3 separate regions of the Pan troglodytes genome follow, and all the other regions are linked to region 1. Evidence: chromatin contacts called from public HiChIP or PLAC-seq data. All regions are on one chromosome and are shown on one strand. Each heading gives the region's core, a stretch centred on a gene start, on an enhancer-like site or on the middle of the called end of the contact. The rest is flanking DNA. Distances are from core to core; before and after follow the strand shown. Region 1 holds the start of ALG8 (ALG8 alpha-1,3-glucosyltransferase). Region 2 holds the start of NARS2 (asparaginyl-tRNA synthetase 2, mitochondrial). Region 3 holds the start of GAB2 (GRB2 associated binding protein 2).

Region 1 (3,059 bases), core at 365-2,864:
CTTGAGCCCAGGACTTTGAAACCAGCATGGACAATATAGGGAGATCCCATCTCTACACACACACACACACACACACACACACACGTTGCCACATCCCTGTGGTCCCAGTTACTCAGGAGGCTGAGGTGGGGAGGACTGCTTGAGCCCAGGAGATCGAGGCTGCAGTGAGCTGTGTTTGCACTATTGCCCTCCAGCCTGGGCCACAGAATGAGACCCTGTCTCTCAAAAACAAAACAAAAACATCTACGTGAGGTCAGGTAGCCAACTGGAGATCAGGGTCTGAAAGTGAGAGAAGAGTGCTAAGCTAGAAATCTGTGAATCATATTCACATGGGTAGCAGCTGAAGCTGTGGGAGGGCATAAACTCATATTAGGGAGGTGACACTGTCACCTACTTGCTGTGCATCTTTCAGCAAGATAATTAACTGATCTGACACATTATTGAGCATTTATTCTGTCCTGGAATCATATCAAGCAATTTACATGCATTCTCATTTAATCCTCACAACCACTTTATGAGGCTGAAACTTTTTTTTTTTTTAGACTAAAAGCATCTTGGATAAACAGGCCTGAGGCTTGCCCAGGCTGAAGTGCAATGGCGCGATCTCGGCTCACTGCAACCTCCGCCTCCCACGTTCACGCGATTCTCTAGCTTCAGCCTCCCGAGTAGGTGGAATTACAAGCGCCCGCCACCATGCACGGCTAATTTTTTTTTAATTTTTAGTAGAGACAGGGTTTCACCATATTGGCCAGGCTGATCTCAAACTCCTGAACTCAGGTGATTCGCCCACCTCGGCCTCCCAGTGTTGGGATTACAGGCGTGAGCCACCGCGTCCGGCCAGAAACCATTTTTATCTCCTATTTTCAAAAATAAATAAATAAATAAAAATTAAAAAAAAAGAAACTGAGGTTTAGAGTTTAGTTTGTCCAAGATCATACAGTAAAATAATGAGACAAGCCTAATTAAATTGCATGTGCCTCAGTCATTACGCAATCTGCGAGTTTGTTGGGCCTACTGAATCAGAATCCGAATTATTTTAACATGAACCGTAGGCTATTTGTACACTAAGCGTTAGGACTAGCCTCTACCCTGCTTCCAGAATGGGTTCCGCTCAAGCAGGGGCTGAGCCAAGAGCCTCGCTCAGAGTTCTAAAAACACAATGTTTCTCACCTCTGTATCTTTGCACATGCCATTCTCTAGCTGGATTTAATACTCCGGTGCAAGCGTCCAGGTTGGGAGCCCCCGCAGTTCTCTCAGGTACTTTTATCTACTGTAACTCTAGGGCAACAATCCTGGCTTCTCCACTAGTGCGTGAACGTCTCTAGCGTTAAGTTTTTTTCTCACCTAAGTATCCCCAATACTACACAGTGATGACCCAGCGTAAACGACCACTCTTTCAACGCAAGCATGAACTAGCTGATAAAACTTAAAAGTGGCTACAAACGCCTGCGCAGGAGCCCTTCCGGCCCGGGGTGAGACGCGGGTATAAAGAAAAGGTGGGCGGGAGGTTTAAATAGCTGACTGCAGTCCCCGGACTGGCTGCGCTGCTCGCCGCATGCGCGCAGCTAGCGGGCACGGCTTCAGAGGGCTTTCTCCGCATGCGCGGGATCCCGGATGTGGATCAAGTTGGTGGGAAGTGTGCGGTGCCGCAGCAATGGCGGCGTTCACAATTGCCACGGGTACTGGCAATTGGTTTTCGGCTTTGGCGCTCGGGGTGACTCTTCTCAAATGCCTTCTCATCCCCACATAGTAAGGGACTCGCACGGCCAGGGGCTGGGCGGGGAGGCCCCGCGGTCGGTCAGGGCGGGACAGAAAGGTGTGGATATCCCTGGGTATGAAGAGAAAACTTTAGGTCGTGTTTGTCGCTATCCTGCCTTTGCTAAGCTTTCTGTTTCGCCAGTTGTTACTTGACTTAGCCCCAGCTGGCTAGGTTCAGACCTGGCGCTGTCTGATTTGGAACAAATCACTTTAACGTTTCTGAACCTCAGGGTCCTCATCCTTAATAGGCAGTTAAGAACCTCTGCCTCCAACAGCCATTCAGCCAGTATTATCAGATGCCTGAGGCGCCAGGTACCGTTCTAACTCCCGGGAGATGCGGTGGTGAGCAAGACATTGCTGGTCCTTGCCCTCGAAGTTGGTGGGTGGAGCTAGACAAACAGGAACTTTTCAGATTGTGATAAAGGAAATAGAGGGTTACTAAGTGGCTGTGCGCTATTCCTTTAGAAGGTGATGTTTGAGTTGAAATTCAAAAAATGAAAAAGAATAAGTGATGTGGAAAGCAGTTCAGGCATAGGAAAGAGTAAGTTCAAAGGCCCTGTGGCAGGAAAGAAGTCAGAGCATTCTAGGAACAGAAAGTGCCCCTTGTGGCTGCAGAATATTGAGGGAGAGGAGTGGCACAGGATGGGGTGCACAGGGGACAGATAACACAGGGTTTCGAAGACCACAGTTAGACTGCTGTGTAAAAAATGGATGTAGGGCCAAGACTGAAAGCGTGGAAACCAAGAAGCAACCATGAAATGGTGGTGTGTATACAGTAGGTACTCAGTATTTATTAATATTGGCTTCCGCCTTCCCTTCATCCTTCCTCTTTTTTCTTTTTCTCCCTCATCCCTTTTCTCCTTTCCCTCCCACTTCCTAGTTTAGGGTTTGTTTTATTGGTATCCTTTGATTCAGGCTCTTGGTGATCTCTTGTTGAATATGGGAGAGTCATATGTATAGAATGTAAGTCCATACTGATGCGTATATGTAATCATGTAAGTGGAATGTATATGTAGATTCAGTAAAATGATTAACTGTAGGTCTGTGCATAAGAAGATTATTTCTTGCTTTAGTTGCCTCAGGCTAGAAATGTATCCTCAGAGTTGTTTTTTTTGTTTGTTATTATTTTTTTTTTGAGACAGTCTCGTCCCACTCTGTCACCCAGGCTGGAGTACAGTGGCACGATCTCAGCTTACTGCAACCTCTGCCTCCCGGGTTCAAACGATTCTCCTGCCTCAGCCTCCGGAGTAGCTGGGATTACAGGCTTGCACCACCGCGCCAGGCTAATTTTTGTATTTTTA
Region 2 (3,059 bases), core at 197-2,696, 440 kb before region 1:
TTAATTTTCTCCTTCTCTAGACTATATTATATTTTATCCAACATATTTTATATATAATATATAATATATCCAATATAATTTAATTATATAATTTATAATTATAATTTTATTATATTTATAATTTTAATTTATTAAAAGAACCAGGGAACACATTTATATTATATAAAATATAAAATTGTGATACATGTATATATTATAATTTTATTATATTTTATCCAATATAATATTTGGATAAAATATCAAAAATAATTTTTTGGATAAATTTAAGAGGTAGCCTAATATATAAGGGTGACTTTTCAGTCCAAACAAATGCAGACAACTCATACATCTATGTGTGCACTTACTGGTTGATATTTCAGTAGTCTCTTTTCTTGCTTGTCTCCATCTCTAAAGCATGAGCTCCTTGATGGAACGGATCACCTTGGGACACTATGTAATACAGCATACTGCTTAAGTGCATAGAGCCAGCACTTCTGGGTTTAAATCTCACACTTAGGGAATGTGTATCCTTAAGTAGGTCATCTAGCCTTTCTGTGTGTAAGTTCTCTCATTTGTAAAATGGGTATAATAATAGTAGCAACTTTAAGTAAGGTAAAAGTGAGAGAGAGAGAGTGAGAGTGAGAGGGAGCGGGAGAGAGACAGCGAGGGCGAGCGCCGGTCTTGAACTCCTGGGCTGAAGCAATCCTCCTGCTTCTGCCTCCCTAAGAGTTGGGATTACAGGCGTGAGCCACCGCACTTGGCCAAACGTTTTACTTTTTAAATTAGATTAAAAACCTTTTAATGACTGTCATTGAGTTACAGAATTTTTTTTTTTAAATAAAACGTAGCCTAATATATAAAAGGGTCATTGTTTCCAGGTCAAACAAATGCAGATAGCTGTGTTGGAGGGCAGAGGGAAGAGGGAGACTTGGAGGATTCTGGCAGGAAACACTCGACTTTCCTCCAGTCTCTGCAACATCTTCCCACCGTCTTGCCTGCCATATGCAAGGTCCCTCCAGTTCCTTTTATTTACCTGTCAGAGGACTACTTTCTCCAGGAAGCCATCTCAGGCAAACTGATCACCCTTTTATGCAACTGTCTGTTTAGCTGTCTGATACCACACAACTGTGACTTGCGCAGAGGGGCTATGTCTGATATTTCTCTGCGGAGAACTCAGGAAAGGAAAGACTGATCTCTTCAAGCGAATCCTGTTAACAGCTAAGAGCCTCCTCTTACTTGGATCCCTATTGTTGACTGATGGAGACGGTTTCCCTCTCCATCAGTCACTCCTTGCCTCTCAGTTTCTCAGCCTCACCTGGAAAGTTTAGAAATGAAGACCCTCAGATGTGCTCCCACGTTCTTTCAGCAATAATCTCTACAACCTTAGGGCATTAGCTCCGCCCCGTCTCGGCTCCTGACCCCGCCCCCCTCCCGCACGCCTCCCTAAGCCTGGGTCACGAGTACGCATGCTCTCCCTTCTTCCCCGTAGCGTGATGACGTAAGCGGCGTTGGCGTGGTGTGGACGGAGTGGTTGCGCGTGTTGCGGCCCGGGGTCTGTTCGTAGGTTTACAATTGTCGCGGGCAGTGGGGCGCCCCAGCTGCCAACTGCACGTGGTTTCTTTCTGGCGTTTGCCTAGTGTCCTGTCCATTCCGCCCCGTTGGGAAGTGGGAAGCGGAGAGGTTCTGTGGGGATAGAGCTGGGAGTCCTGAAGGAGAAAGCGCGCAGCCGAGGGGCTCTGGAGTGCCTTAGAGCAGAGCTGCGGTCGCGGAAGGGGAGCAGCTGAGAAAGGAGGGCCGCTGCAGGCGGGTTTCGAACCGTGGGGTCTGGGCTGCTCCCGCGGAGGGCCTGGTCGGACGCGGGATGCTGGGGGTCCGCTGCCTGCTGCGGTCCGTGCGCTTCTGTTCCTCCGCCCCCTTCCCCAAGCACAAACCTTCAGCCAAACTGAGCGTGCGGGACGCTCTCGGGGCTCAGAACGCGAGTGGGGAGCGCATTAAGATCCAGGTTGGTGAATGGGAAGGGAGTGGGTTTTTTCCTGTAGGGACTTATATGGCACATCCACATCTAGCTTTTCTTTTACGGTCGGGTCAGACACAACCACCAGCAGGGAAAAGTTGGAAAGTGTAGGCGTCGCGGGTTTGCACTTTTCTGCTTTCCATTACTTTTCACAAAACTGTTCCGATGACTGTAAAGCGCTGGAACTTTGCTTTCATGATTCCAGGGTATTACCTGTAAACTTATTAATCATACCAAAAGTGTAAATGAACAAGCCCCCTTTCTCTATCTTTATCCCTTATAATGAATATCCAGGTTTATAAAGTGGTCGTCTTGACCTCCCTCCTTGAGAGCAGAAACCGTGTCTTACCTGCCTTTGTATTCACACATGGCTGACAGCAAATACTTGTTCAAACCATGCCTTTTAAACTTTTAGCCACCTCAGTGCCTATTGTGGGGGTCTGCATGTAATTTATTTTTAATGAATTCGGAGAAAGACTGGAATGTAGCAGTTTGAAAGAGCTCTGGAGTTAAGCTGCTTAGGTTTAAATCTCTGCATAGCGTTTATGCGTTCTACACCTTATTTTCCTCTTATGGAAAGAGATAATAATTGTCCCTGAGTCCTGAAAATTAAATGAGGTAATGGAAGTAAGATATTTAGAACAGTGGCTCATAGTCTTCAAATGTTAGCTGCTGTTGTTTCTCTTGCTGATTATATTATTTGCAGCAGCTCCACATAGAAGAGGTGCAGAATAAACAAGGTGTTTGACTGTTTCTTATTAGGTTGCTGAAGTACACTGATGTGGTTATTTATTTTTTGAGACAGGGTCTAGCTCTGTCACCCAGACTGGAGCGCAGTGGTGTGATCTCAGGTCACTACAACCTCCATCTCCCAGGCTCAAGCAATCCTCCTGCCTCGGCCTCCAGAGTAGCTGAAACTATAGGCATGCACCACCACACTCTATAATTTTTTAAGTTTTTTGTGAAGATGGGTCTCACTGTATTGCCCAGGCTGGTCTCAAACTCCTGGACTCAAGCAGTCCTCCTCCTTCGGCCTCCCAAAATGCTGGGATTACAGGCATAAGCC
Region 3 (3,059 bases), core at 314-2,813, 280 kb before region 1:
TAAGTGTTGTTTGTCTTACAGGGATTTAAGGTACTTAAAGCCAGAAGTTAAAATGGCCATCATTCTGGTGGTGGCCCTTCATACGTGACTTAAGGATCCCTAAATTGTAAGGTTAAGGGAGCTGTGGTCCCAGCCTAACAGTTCTGGCTTTACTTCCCATCCAGCAGCACACTGGATATTGAAGAAAGTCAGTGAAATGTTAGATCCAGGGGACTGACCGCTAAAACTCCCAGGGTATCTAGAAGAGCTAAGTACGTGGTAGGGGATTCGCTTTTCCAAATTGAAGAGGGTGAACTTCCCCCAACCCAATCAAGATCTGTTGGACCAAATGATGTCCAACTGCTTGAAACAACTCAGCTGCACAGAGACAGAAATGAACAAAACAGCTTTAGTCTGAGGTTGTGTGGGGCAGTGCAAGATGCTGCTTCTCCAATTCATCTGTCCACACAGCACGGTTCCCCATTGAATAAACAGGTTACTATCCACTTATCAGAGAAGTTAGGGAGGACCTGCCTTTTAATGCTGCTTAGAGAGACACTTTGTGATGAGAAAAGAGCTCGTACAAAAGATTTTCTTTTTCTCCCCCCTCCCGCTGAAGTGCTGGGGTTGTGTGCTTCCACGTACATCTGGGATATCATTATATTTACAAACAGAGGTCTCAAAGCCTGTGTCAATGAGCGGGAACGTTGGGGAATTTGGACCCCAATTTCTTGTTCTTCTGCACTTGACCTTGCCTTCCAATTCATTATGAAATACATTGACTAGTTTTGCTTCTTCCATTCTACAAATCATGCGAATTTTCTATACTAAACTGTGTTTTCCCAGAGGCAGTGTAGGAGGGAGTCAGCTGGACTTGGTTTCCAGGCAATGAGAGGCTCCCAGGTCGATCCCATTAAGGCAATGCCCTCATTTTGAATAGCAGATGACCGGGACCCCTCCTCCCCCACACACCTGAATTGGAAAATTGGCTCGGCTTTGTACAAGCCCTTGCCCTTAGGCTGTCCATAAAATAGGAACAATACTGAAGACAATCCTGTAAGCTACAAAAGCAAAGGCTCCGGCGCGTAGTAGGTCCGTCTCCTCCTCCCGCCGAGGGACGCCAAAGTTAAGGAGCTTCTTGCTGGGAAGACGTCCCTCCTTTCAGCCGGAACCTGACCCGCAGAATGTATCGGAAACGTGAGCAGCCCTAGTATCCCTTCCCCGTCGACGCTCGGTGAAAAATCGATCGACGACCGAGGGCGCGCAGTCCCTTCCCCTCACACCCGCCAGCGCCAGGGGCGCGGTCGCCTCCCTGGCCTCCGCGCCCGCGGCTTGGGGCCTCAGGAGAAAGCGAGACTCCGGGGCGCGCCGGCGGCGGTGGCTTTCTGTATCCTCGCGGGTCCCTAGCCCCGCGTCCGCGTGCGCGGCGGCCTCGGGGGCGCGGCGGGAGCGGGCGTGGCGAGCGAGCCGGCCTTCCAGCTGCAGCTGCTCCCCCGGCGGCCGGGCGGAGAGTGCGGGTTGCGCGCGCTCGGGGCGGGGGAGCGGGCGCGCGCGAGGCTGCCGGGCGCGCGCCGCGCCGCCTAGTCCCCGCCGGGCCGCCCGCCCCGCCCGCCCCGCCCCTGGCCTCCCGCGAGCTGCGCACCGCCGGCCGCTGCCCCAGCTGCCCGAGCCCGCGCCCTCGTCCGCGCGACCCGGCGGCGGGCTCCAGGCCGGCAGCATGAGCGGCGGCGGCGACGTGGTGTGCACCGGCTGGCTGAGGAAATCGCCTCCCGAGAAGAAGTTGAGGCGCTATGTGAGTGCGGGCGCGGCCGCCCAGGGGCGGGCGGGGGGCGCTCCGGGGCCTGCGGAGGGGCGGGGGACTCCCGGAGGGGCGGCAGGCTGGGGAGCTCGGGCCCGGAGCCGCGGGGGGCCGGGGGCGAGGAGCGGCCGGGGGCGTGTGGGGCACCTGCACACCTGTCACAGGTGGGCCGCCGAGGGGCGGGGCGGGCGGCAGGTTGAGGCTGCGGCTCCTGCCCCGCCAGGCGGGCGCGGCGGCGGCGCCTCCCAAGCCGGTCTGCTCGTGAACTAAATATAGTGTCGAAGTTTGTATTGATGGCTTCTGGAGACCGAGAGAGTTGACTCTCGGGGCTGGGGCTCCGCGGCAGCCCCGAGCAGCTTCAGCCCGCAGGGTCGGGGAGAGGGCGGGAAAGGGGGGCGTAGGCTGTGGGGCCGCGCGGACGGCCCCACAAAGGGCGAGCGCCTCACGCCCTCTCCTTCCCTTTCTCCGCCTGCCCCTCCCGGCCGCCGGCCTCCCTCCGTCCGCGGCTGCATCACCGGCAGCGTCAGCGGCATGTGCAGCCCTTGTATTAAGTGACTCATTTGTTTGTCCCCCTTCTTTCCCTTTATTCCGTTCGTCTCTCACAGGCGCCTCCCCCGACCCCGGTGTGACACTGCAGTTTGGTCCCCGTGGCTGGCCCGGGTTTGGGACCGGGCAGCTCCCGGGTGTCTGGGGTCGGGAGAGATCGAAGCTCTCCGCGGCCAGGTGTTGCCAACCGACAGTGTTTACTGACATCGCTGGAACAGCCTTTTCCCTCTAGGTGGGGAACTGGCAGCCTGGGGGAGGTGGAACAGCGTGGCGCTGAGCCGTGGAGTTCTGGCTTTTTTTTTTTTTTTTTTTAACCCCTCTCCCCAGAGGATGCCTTGCCTGGTGAGGTCAAAGTACAAGATGGTGCCAGTTACTGAGATTTGGCCGAAATGGTCTTGGGGTAGTCGCGGGAGTTTGGAAGTGGGGGTAAGGTTGCTGGAAGGTTTCAAGGTCTCTCATCTGCTCCCTCTCCGTTTCCCATGAAATGCCCTTGTTTAACGGGCTGTGGTGCCGAACTCCGGGATCACTCCCACAGCCTGGAAGGGAGCCGTTGCCTCCAGCTGCAGTGCATCAAGGGAGCTCGGAATAGACCCTGCCCTCTGTCAGCTGCACCAGTGGCTGTCCATGGGGGGAGAGGCAGAAGCCTACCAGAATTTCCTGTCTTGGCTCCCCAGATCAGAATCAAGGGACTTCTGGCCTCTGGACTGAGGAAGTGACATTCTGTTTTTCAAAGGAA

What was found. HiChIP or PLAC-seq counts read pairs in DNA pulled down with a chosen protein or histone mark.
Region 2: a contact with region 1 is called in an H3K4me3 HiChIP or PLAC-seq map of stem cell-derived excitatory neurons, with 4 times the contacts expected there. The contact joins the promoter of NARS2 here to the promoter of ALG8 in region 1. A contact is called at or near these places in 1 of 7 Hi-C or Micro-C datasets (stem cell-derived neural progenitor cells) and 1 of 1 datasets of contacts at active chromatin or transcription factors (stem cell-derived excitatory neurons).
Region 3: an H3K4me3 HiChIP or PLAC-seq map of stem cell-derived excitatory neurons shows a contact between it and region 1, with 3 times the contacts expected there. The contact joins the promoter of GAB2 here to the promoter of ALG8 in region 1. A contact is called at or near these places in 1 of 7 Hi-C or Micro-C datasets (stem cell-derived neural progenitor cells) and 1 of 1 datasets of contacts at active chromatin or transcription factors (stem cell-derived excitatory neurons).

Annotation. Positions count from the first base shown.
Region 1 is chr9:80,161,860-80,164,918 of NHGRI_mPanTro3-v2.0_pri, reverse strand. ALG8 (ALG8 alpha-1,3-glucosyltransferase) reads left to right here and starts at 1,614. Exons shown (of 13, transcript NM_001280231.1): 1 at 1,614-1,749. The coding sequence starts at 1,655. LOC107967166 (a long non-coding RNA gene) reads right to left here and starts at 1,532. Exons shown (of 2, transcript XR_001707455.4): 1 at 1,171-1,532.
Region 2 is chr9:80,598,268-80,601,326 of NHGRI_mPanTro3-v2.0_pri, reverse strand. It overlaps NARS2 (asparaginyl-tRNA synthetase 2, mitochondrial), which reads left to right and starts at 1,446. Exons shown (of 14, transcript XM_522122.7): 1 at 1,446-1,981. The coding sequence starts at 1,841.
Region 3 is chr9:80,441,961-80,445,019 of NHGRI_mPanTro3-v2.0_pri, reverse strand. It overlaps GAB2 (GRB2 associated binding protein 2), which reads left to right and starts at 1,563. Exons shown (of 10, transcript XM_001164121.8): 1 at 1,563-1,771. The coding sequence starts at 1,697.